3 separate regions of the Gossypium hirsutum genome follow, and regions 1 and 2 are each linked to region 3. The links are chromatin contacts, called in public Hi-C maps. All regions are on one chromosome and are shown on one strand. The core of a region is the stretch at or near the end of the contact, and the rest is flanking DNA. Distances in the headings are between cores, read along the strand shown. Region 1 holds the start of LOC121220119 (rhodanese-like domain-containing protein 14, chloroplastic). Region 2 has its middle 41 kb from the start of LOC121220327. Region 3 holds the start of LOC121203502 (probable transcriptional regulator SLK2).

What was found. Hi-C and Micro-C count contacts between places; a contact is called where the count stands out from the background.
Region 1: a Hi-C map of leaf shows a contact between it and region 3, with 2.1 times the contacts expected there. The contact joins the promoter of LOC121220119 here to the promoter of LOC121203502 in region 3. A contact is called at or near these places in 5 of 34 Hi-C or Micro-C datasets (all in leaf).
Region 2: a contact with region 3 is called in a Hi-C map of leaf, with 2.2 times the contacts expected there. The contact joins the enhancer-like site here to the promoter of LOC121203502 in region 3. A contact is called at or near these places in 10 of 34 Hi-C or Micro-C datasets (anther, callus, hypocotyl and 2 more).

What each region holds. Positions count from the first base shown.
Region 1 is chrD08:34,318,391-34,321,567 of Gossypium_hirsutum_v2.1, reverse strand. It overlaps LOC121220119 (rhodanese-like domain-containing protein 14, chloroplastic), which reads right to left and starts at 1,858. Exons shown (of 6, transcript XM_041099307.1): 1 at 1,094-1,858; 2 at 918-964; 3 at 522-614; 4 at 295-433; 5 at 100-202. The coding sequence starts at 1,313. It overlaps LOC121220120 (a long non-coding RNA gene), which reads left to right and starts at 876. Exons shown (of 2, transcript XR_005917301.1): 1 at 876-1,002; 2 at 1,109-1,368.
Region 2 is chrD08:35,073,591-35,076,594 of Gossypium_hirsutum_v2.1, reverse strand. No RefSeq gene overlaps it. Among protein-coding and RNA genes, the nearest start is that of LOC121220327, 41 kb to the left of the region's middle. Within about 2 kb of position 1,419, at least 9 of the 9 cell types and tissues checked have an H3K27ac peak or open chromatin away from gene starts, as enhancers often do. A contact at or near this core is called in hypocotyl and leaf, where this site is marked.
Region 3 is chrD08:34,800,090-34,802,967 of Gossypium_hirsutum_v2.1, reverse strand. LOC121203502 (probable transcriptional regulator SLK2) reads right to left here and starts at 1,568. Exons shown (of 10, transcript XM_041100130.1): 1 at 1,472-1,568; 2 at 1-840. The coding sequence starts at 730.

The DNA.
Region 1 (3,177 bases), core at 609-3,108, 480 kb after region 3:
CACCTAGCTATCAGATTTGAACTACATTAAGCTTGTAATTTCTAATTAGGCCTATAATGCATGCTATAAGCTTGTATAAAATCAAAATGCTGTAAATACCTGGATTGTTGACCTTCAGGTAGATTTTGGGATGGCTTCATTGTACCCCCAGTTGTGCACGCCACTATTATCTTTGCGTCCTTGCCAAAATTTGATTCTACACCTGCTTAGATAACAAACAGTTAGTTCCTTTTGTAACTGCTAAGTAGGAAATGGTGGTGGACAATAGAAGAAAAATAGGGAACTTGATTCTACTTTGCATAAACTCAGGGTTCTCTTCTGTGCCGGAAAATATGCCAAAAAATGCAAATGCTGCACGCCTGGCGATATCCCATGCCGTCCACTCCTTTATAAGCCTATATATCTGAATATTAACAGCACCTGCTGGATGAGCCTGCATCAAAAGGCATCAAATTTAGCAGCATTAACTGAAACGCCCCTTTCGTGACTGATTATTTTCCTGTTGTAATGAACCGACTGACCTCTTTAAATTCTGCTTCAGGACGTACATCGAGAATCACAAAGTTATTCTCTTTTTGAAGGCGAAAAGCTTCCTTTGCATCCACACTTCTTACCTGCAAGCAAAGGGTAATCCTGTTGTTATGCTTGCGTTGTCATCCTTACAGACACTCACCTGTGTACAGGAGCTTTATCCCCCCTTAGGGGATTCTTCTTCTCAATTCATGATATTTGATGGTATTTATAAATATTTCTAGCTTTTTACTTCCATCCTCTAAATATAGAATCATTAGGTAGCAACTTATAAGGGGAACGGGTTGTTTGTTGTATCAACCGGTGAGAGTGACGATTTTAAATTTTCCAAGTATGTATGCAGCATCAAAATGTGTACTTAAGCATGAGAGTGGAAGATGGAATACCCTTTTCTCCAAGAGAAGTTCCCTCTTGACCTTCCAATCTTCTTCAGCTAATCCCTCCAAAAGAAGAGAAGAAAATCAAAATCAGGTCAGCCAATTTGTTTTGTTCCTGAGCCTGAGGTTCAATCGACCATTCATCTTATGATTAAATTAAGGTTGGACTACAACAGTAGTGGTACCTGGTGATTTTGCAGGCTTTGTTGCTGCACTTCGGATAATTAGGCACCGCCGATTCCGGGAAGCCAGTCTTTGCCTTGATGCTAGACCTGATCTTACACTCAAAAGGCAAGAACAGTCTGCAATAATCTGGGAAGAGAGAGTCAATGGAGAGGTCCTGAAATTGGAGTATACTGAAGAGGATGAAGCTGGGTTGGGGGTAATTGAAGTGAGTGCAGCCATTTTCTTCTGAATCGCAGAAAAGATCAGTTGCTACTAAAGGAGTTGGGTGATTGAGGGAGTTTTATATGAAATGGGCTTGTGTTTTTGTCATTTTCATGTTGTTTCAAAGAGATTGTTGGATGCTTGCTTTAGAAGTGGGCCATTCATTCTGGATATTTTTTTTGGTTGAAAAATCTGAGTTTGTGGTTCATGTGTTAAGGTGTTTGTCACAGTTGGATTTCTGTCATCCACAGAGAGCCAAGTTGGCTTGGCCTATCTTCAGTTACTGTAGAATATAGATGCTATTACTAATTTTCAGTATTAGGGCCTTAGCTTAGAACCTGCCTACCATCAGCCTCAGGAGCGCCACGAAAGGAGTTGACAGGGTGTCATAAACACAACTTTGTTCACTCGGTTGTAAGTTTGTGAGACATTTGGATGGAGGCTCCCACTCAACTCGGTTAATAATCTCAATAGTCATAACTGGTGGTTCAGCCCAACCGCTATAGACTGTCCATCCTTATAAAATGCTAAAACGTTTTTATAGAAACACTATCAGAAAACGTAAATATGTTTGAAATGAAGAAACTTTCTTAAATACAAAAGATTTACCCTTCCTCAGGTTTCCCTATCCTTTGCCATTGCCCTATATATGAATGGCCCCTTGACATCCTACCCTATCATGACACTACAAGGTAGGGGTGTGCAAAATTCGGGTACAACCGAAAAAATTCGGTTAACCAACCGAATTCGGTTAATCGGTTGGTTAACCAAATTTTTTTGGTCGGGGTCGGTTAATTATTTTTTAATTTTTCGGTTAACGGTTAATTCGGTTCGAAACCAGTCGGTTAACCGAATTTTTTCGGTTTAATCAAAAAAATTAATAAATAAAATTATAATATATAAATAGGCCCACTATTCACCTAAACCCAATCCAAACCCAAGTATTCAACCCAACCCAATTACCCAACCCAATCATAAAAATTACAAATAATTTAATAAATAAAAATAAAATTCTAAAACTAAAACTAAAGTCTAAAAGTCTAAAAATAATTTAATTATGTAGTGATTCAATTCGGTTAATTCGGTTAATTCGGGTAATTCGGTTAATTCGGGTAATTCAGTTAATTTTTAACCAAAAATAAAAAATATATAATTTTCGGTTAATTCGGTTAACCGACCAAATTAACCGAAAAAATTTCGGTTCGGTTAATTTTTTTTGAAAAAATTTTGGTTCGGTTAACGGTTAAAAATTTTGAAAGGTCGGTTAATTTTGTTAATATTATTTCGGGTCGGTTAACCGAATGAACACCCCTACTACAAGGTTGCACTATGACATAGGGGTAGAGGTCCCTAAAATGAAAAATTATTACATTAGTCTTTTATATTTTATAAAATATAAATGAGTAAACCATAAAATTCCATTTTCATGTTGAAGATAATAAAATTTTAATTTAATCTTTTAAACATTTTAAAGATATAAATTAATACAATAATAAAATTACATTTTAACTTTAAAAAAAATATAATTTATTTATGATCCCTAAAAATAGTTTCTAACTTAGTCTTTGTGTCCCATCCAGATATGTATTTTAAAGATTGCAATTTCTCGCAGCAATCAACCCACTTCCCTTTGCCCTTTGCTATCCCTTCCTAGAATTAATAATCAATTAGATCTTGTGGAGCTCAACTCATAGCTTGCTAGAAGAAAAAAAAATGGGTTCACTCATCTCATTTCTTGTCAACTTTGGGTTGATTGATTGTATTACTCCTTGTCTCACCTTCCAATTCTCCATCATTTGCGGTGCCAAAAATTCGGTTGGGACGGTCCAACTCGAATCCGAAACGGCACATTTGTCATTTACGTGACCACACTACAGACCAC
Region 2 (3,004 bases), core at 170-2,669, 270 kb before region 3:
AATCTGGAGCGTCTGATAAGTTGGGGTTGGATAATTCTGGTGCTAGTGGTAATGAAGATTTGGAATTTTTGGAAGGAGATATTCACAGATCCATTGTTAATGGAATACCTACTATTGATTTCTCAGAGAGGATCTAACAATATTGGGTATGGGGCTTTAAATAATCGAATCAATAGTTTATGGAATCCCTCCAAGCCTTTCCATCTCATGGACATAGAGAATGGATACTTTCTGGCTAAATTTCAGTCCACCGAAGACTAGGCAAAAGTTCTGTCGCAAGGTCCTTAGCTAATTTATGGTCAATATCTGACTGTTCAACCCTGGACCAAAGAATTCAATCCCTTACAACCATACCCAAGCATGGTGATGGCTTGTATACGGTTACTAGGCCTCCCAGGGTTTCTGTACAAAAGGAAAATTCTTGAAGAAATAAGAGAGACCATAGGAAAGGTTGTTCGGTTAGATTTCAATACTAATAGTAGAATTAGAGGCCACTTCGCCAAGATGGTTGTTTATGTCAACCTGGACAAGCCTCTGGTCGCTCAAGTTCTTATGAGTGGTTTACATCAGAAAGTTGAGCATGAAGCGCTGCCTATGATTTGCTTCACCTGCGGGACGTACGGACATGCTAAGGAGCTATGTGCTTCGCCACAACCGGATCTGGCAGTGGGGAAGGATCAGAAGGGTACTAATCTGACAGAGGCTGTAAGCAGAGGAGAAGGTGCTGTTTACGGGCCTTGGATTATGGTTGAAAGGAAAGGAAGGTGTAATTCTAGGAACAACAATATTAAAAAAACTGATTTTACGGAGAAAGGAAAATTGGGTTCTCGATTTGATGCTCTGGCTAATATGGAAGTTTTGCTTGATCTAAAAGATGAGTTAAATAAGGAAGATACTGGAAAGTTGGCTGGTTTTAAGAATAAATTGAAGGTTGGAGAGAATGTTATGTAACAGGGGTTTAAGACACAGGGCAACCCTAAGTCAACAAGGACTGAGCAATCGGTGGGAGATAGTATATATGATCAAGGTGATGGGCTTTTAAACCCACAAAGGAGAAATCCAGAAGTGAAAGCCTTAGTGGGCCGAACACCTGTTGAGCCTGCTTTAGATATTAGAGCAGCCGGATCAATAGCTCTCAAGGCTGTTATGGACCCATCGAGTAGCTCAATGAATCAGCCCAACAACGTGACGAACCTTCATTACACAGAGTCTGCTCTTCAAAATAACGAACCAGAGAGTTCTTTTCATTTTTTTGAATTATTCTGATTTTTAAAGTTTCGATTGGTGCTAAGATTTTTAAAGCTTCCACTAACCATTCCAATTCAACAACAGCGACTGTTTCTTGCTTTAATCCGTTTTTTGTAGGTCAGGAGGTGAGTGAAGATGGTGGCCCCTCTCTTTCATCCGAGTCAACTTCTTCGTTGTCAGAGCCGGTTGCAGTACAGGTAGGTCATTCCCCTGGTGGTTTAAACCTCATCAGACATATTGTTGTATCGTTCAAAGAGAAAGATTCAGCTAATGGTGCTCAATTGAGGGGGGCCACTGTTTCAGCTTTGGGTGTTAATAAAATTCGGAGTTCGAGGAAAATATTAGGGAGTAAAAATGGGGGCTTTCGTGCTACAAGGAAAATAAACAAAATTACGCATGGGAAAGAGAATAATTTTAAAATTAAAAATTCTTCTAAAATTCCTTTGAGTGTTTCTATGTCTAGGTTGGCTCAGACTGTTTCCACATTACGAAGTGCTAATTAAGGTTCAATAGACCTAGGTGCTGGTAAAAGAATTCAGGAATGATTACTAAAACTCTTGACAGTAAGGTTTCTTGGGGCTTTATTTATTCTTTTCTTGTATATTTTTATTATGGATTTAAATTTGTCAATTTTTTCTTGGAATTGTCAAGGTTGTGCATGTAGCAAATTTCTCCGTGTTTTTCATGAGTATAATTTTGAGCATAAATCGAATATAGTGTGTCTGCTGGAACCGAGAGTTAGTGGTAAAATAGCTAATTCTATTATTGATAAATTGGGTTTTGACTTTTCTCACCGCATTGAGTCTATTGGTTTTTCAGTTGGCATCTGGGTTGGGTTGGTTGGAAGGATAATATTTGCATTAGCATTATTCATAATCATCCCCAATTCATGCTTCTTCGTGTTCATGCCAATACTCACTAATTCATTTTTTTTTATCTTTTTTGTGTGTGGTAGTCCTGACAGAGTTAAGAGGAAGTCTCTTGGACTAATTTAATAGATGTTTTACCTCACGATCCTTTACCTTGGTTGATTATGGGTGATTTAATGTTGTCCTCTCACCTAAGGATAAAAGAAGTGATCGCTCCACTGGTAAGAGATGTAATTTATTTGTTGCAGGACCTTAGATTCATAAGGCCCTCCTTTACCTGGAAAAAAGGTAATACGCATGAGCGGATTGATCAAGCATTAGCTAATGATACTTGGATTTCGTCCTATTGGGGTAGTCTTGTTTATCATCTTCCACGTATTAAAACAGATCATAGGCCCATCCTTCTAAAAACTAATCCTGAATTCAATATTCCCAAAGGGAGGCCTTTTTGGTTTCTTACAGGTTGGACAAAGCATGCGAATTTTATAGCTTTGGTCTCTAGTAAGTGGAGGTTTGCAGGTAACATGAATGATTCCTTATCTAATTTTACCTCACATGTCAAAGAATGGAACATATCTGTATATGGCTTTATAGGCACGCGCAAAAGACAGCTTATGAGATCGCTTACGAGCATTCAAAAGGCCATGGATCGGTTGACCTCCAATAGCTTAGTTAACTTGGAGATGGAAGTTCGAGATGAATTGGAAAGTGTGCTTAACCATGAGGAACTTCTTTGAAGGAAAAAGGCTAGGTATGATTGGCTCCAATTTGGGGATCGCAATACGAAGTTCTTTCATAGTCGTACAATGCAAAGGAAGAAATTCAATCGTATTTTGGCATTACGCATTAGTAGTGGGGACTGGTGTTCTGATCAGAATATTCTTAGT
Region 3 (2,878 bases), core at 319-2,818:
GTTGCCTAAGTCTCTGCTGCTGGATCAAGGCTTGTAATTGAGGGTTTTGACCTGGCAACTGCATGGAATCCTGTCTTTGCAGAAGTTGTTGCAACACCTGCTGCTGCAGAATGTCTTCTTGCTTGACATCTACTCGAGTTTTTTTCTGCACCTGGGATACAATATTAGGGTCTTGCACAAAAGTCCCTGGGCCTCGTGGACCCAGAGTAAGTGAAACTTGCCCAGTTTGTGAAATGGGCAAAGATGAAGCACTTGAGGCCCCTTGCTGCAGCTGCTGACTCTGCTGCATTTGTTGGACACTGGGGTCTTGATGTGAGCCACGCTGGCCAATAGAGGATCCACCAATGACCGATGAACCTGACATGTTTATATTGTTGGAAGAAAACGACATGGGCGATGCTGGCAGGCGCATATATGAATCTGCATTTATGCTAGCACTTCTCTGCAAATGGGGACCTCTTGAAAATGCCAAATTTGCATCTTTGACAAAAGAACTTGCCCCAACACTAGGTCCTGAGTTCGCCACATTGTTCAAGACAGCACTGTTCATGTCCCCCGAAACAGGAGCCAGATTAGGATGCCCAGTTCCAGGAATTAAATTAGATGAGTTCTCATAAGGTGAGCACAAGCGAGTGTTAACTACAACCTGGGACTGTCCATCTCCTTGGAAGAAAATTCCAGAACTTGAGGAAGATTGAGTTAACCCTCCAGCTACTCGTGAAGGTGCCATTGAATGTACTGCCCCCTGGTGGCTGGAGTTTAAATAGCTGTCCAGAGCCAGGCCTTTCTGATAACAAATGCGCCCTCAACAATTTGGCAGAGATCTAAAAGCAATGTATACTAGAAAAACCAGATAATAATTAGAATCCGAATTGCACATGCTTCAAGAGAACAAAGTTACAACGTTTCAAACGTTATTCCACTAAGACAAAATCAATCAAGAATGAAAACACAAAAAAAAAAAAATCCACTAAGCTTTCCAAGCCTAATCTCCACAATTTTAAGGAAACGAACTTCCTGAACTCCCCCTTCCCAAAGCCACACACCCCCTGAATAAAAACCCTAATTTTTGGACCCAAGTCACTAAGCCAAGAATGTATAACTGAAAACCTAAAACCCTTCTACCTTAAAAGAACATATCAGCAATCACGAGACCTACATCACGAAACGAACTACTAATTAAATTCTAATTAAACTTGAGTATCAAATAGATTACACGCATTAAAAATTCAGTGTAATTGAATTCCAATTACAAAAATAAAGTTCGGAGCAACAGATTAACCATAATTAAAACTTCATAGCAACTTAAACAGCAGTAATCACTTCAAATTAAAAAAGAAAATGAAAAACCGGTAAATTTTCCTGCTTTTAGTGATCGATCAAAGAAAGTTGGAACTCATGATATGATTTACACTATTAACAAAAAATGAAGAATAAATTACTGCTTAAAGAAAAAGAGAGAAGCTACTACCTCAAAATCGCAATAGAAAAGGCAAACGTTACTTTTTACTGTTTTTGGTTTTTTTTTTTTTAAATGACTTGATTTGGGGAAAAAAAAGTTCAGTGAGAGTTTTCAAGAAGTCTGCTTATATACCTAGCGGGAACGGTAGAGAGGGAGTTACCGGCTGCACCGGTAATTTTGCCCTACGTCACCGAATGTGTTGTATCACAAGGAGGACACGTGTCCTTCCCTTGATAGCACAACGAAGTCGATGTTAGATAGCAAAGTGGCGACGCGAGCTCGCAGCTAACGTGGCTAGACCTCATTCGTTGACCCCCAAGGCGGCTTATGATATATCGTGAGATGATGTCATTTTGGGTTATGTTTTTATTCCACTTTAAATATGATTTTTTTGGGGGGGGTTCGCTCTTTGTTGCTTATTGGTCCTGTTTTTTCCCTTCGAATTGAACATATTTTTGGTGAAATAGTGGACAATCTAAAAGCTGACAACAATAAATGGTGTCGAAGAACATTGAAGGCTTTTGTCAAAAGATAGAGCTGGAAATGATTAGTGTTAACAACAAATTATGTCCGCCTAGACAATTTCGAGTTTTTTGAGCTTTGATTTTATTGAATTATGAGATTATTTAGATTTTCTATACTTGGAATTGGGCCATTTATTGTTCAAAATTGAACTTGATTTTTATTTTCTTTGGCCCAGTTTGTTAAGGCCTAATGGTTACTTGATCAATTTTAAATTTGAATCCCAATTCATTTTTCAAGCTCAGATTCATTTCGGGTCTAATTTAAAACCTATTATTGGAGTAGATCCGTTTTAAGCGTGTGAACACTTCGTAAAGAGGACCTAAATTTTTAACCAAGCAAATTAACAGTACAACAAGCAGTACAAGAATTAAAAAACAAGTTTTGGAATACAATTTCGAAACAAAAACAGATCAAACACTAATAACATAAGATTTACTTATTAAACAAAAGCAATATTAACGCTAACACAGATTAAGAGAACTGCAGCCACCAATTTTCTGTTAATAATTAAAAAATTAATAAATCAGGTTAACGATTTTATTAAAATATGAAACTTTGAGCTTTAAGAAAAACACAAAAATTTTTTTTTTTTTGCTAGGTGTGAACGGTGACTTTTTCAAAAAGAAATTTCAAAACCTCTTTAAAACTGATAATTTTAAAGTCTACGTTAAAATCTAAAAAAAAAAATGGAGAGTTGGTTCCGCGTAGAGCAAGTTATAGCATCCCTACCATATCCAAAATTGGTACATTTATAATTACACAGTTGTCAAAAAAAAATTCAAAATTCAAATGTTGGAAATCTCATGTTTAATTGTGATCCCTTGAAATAAATCACTTATATTTTTTGAGTGAATTAAGTTTTTAAAGTACAATAATTTTCTGTATCTCCTG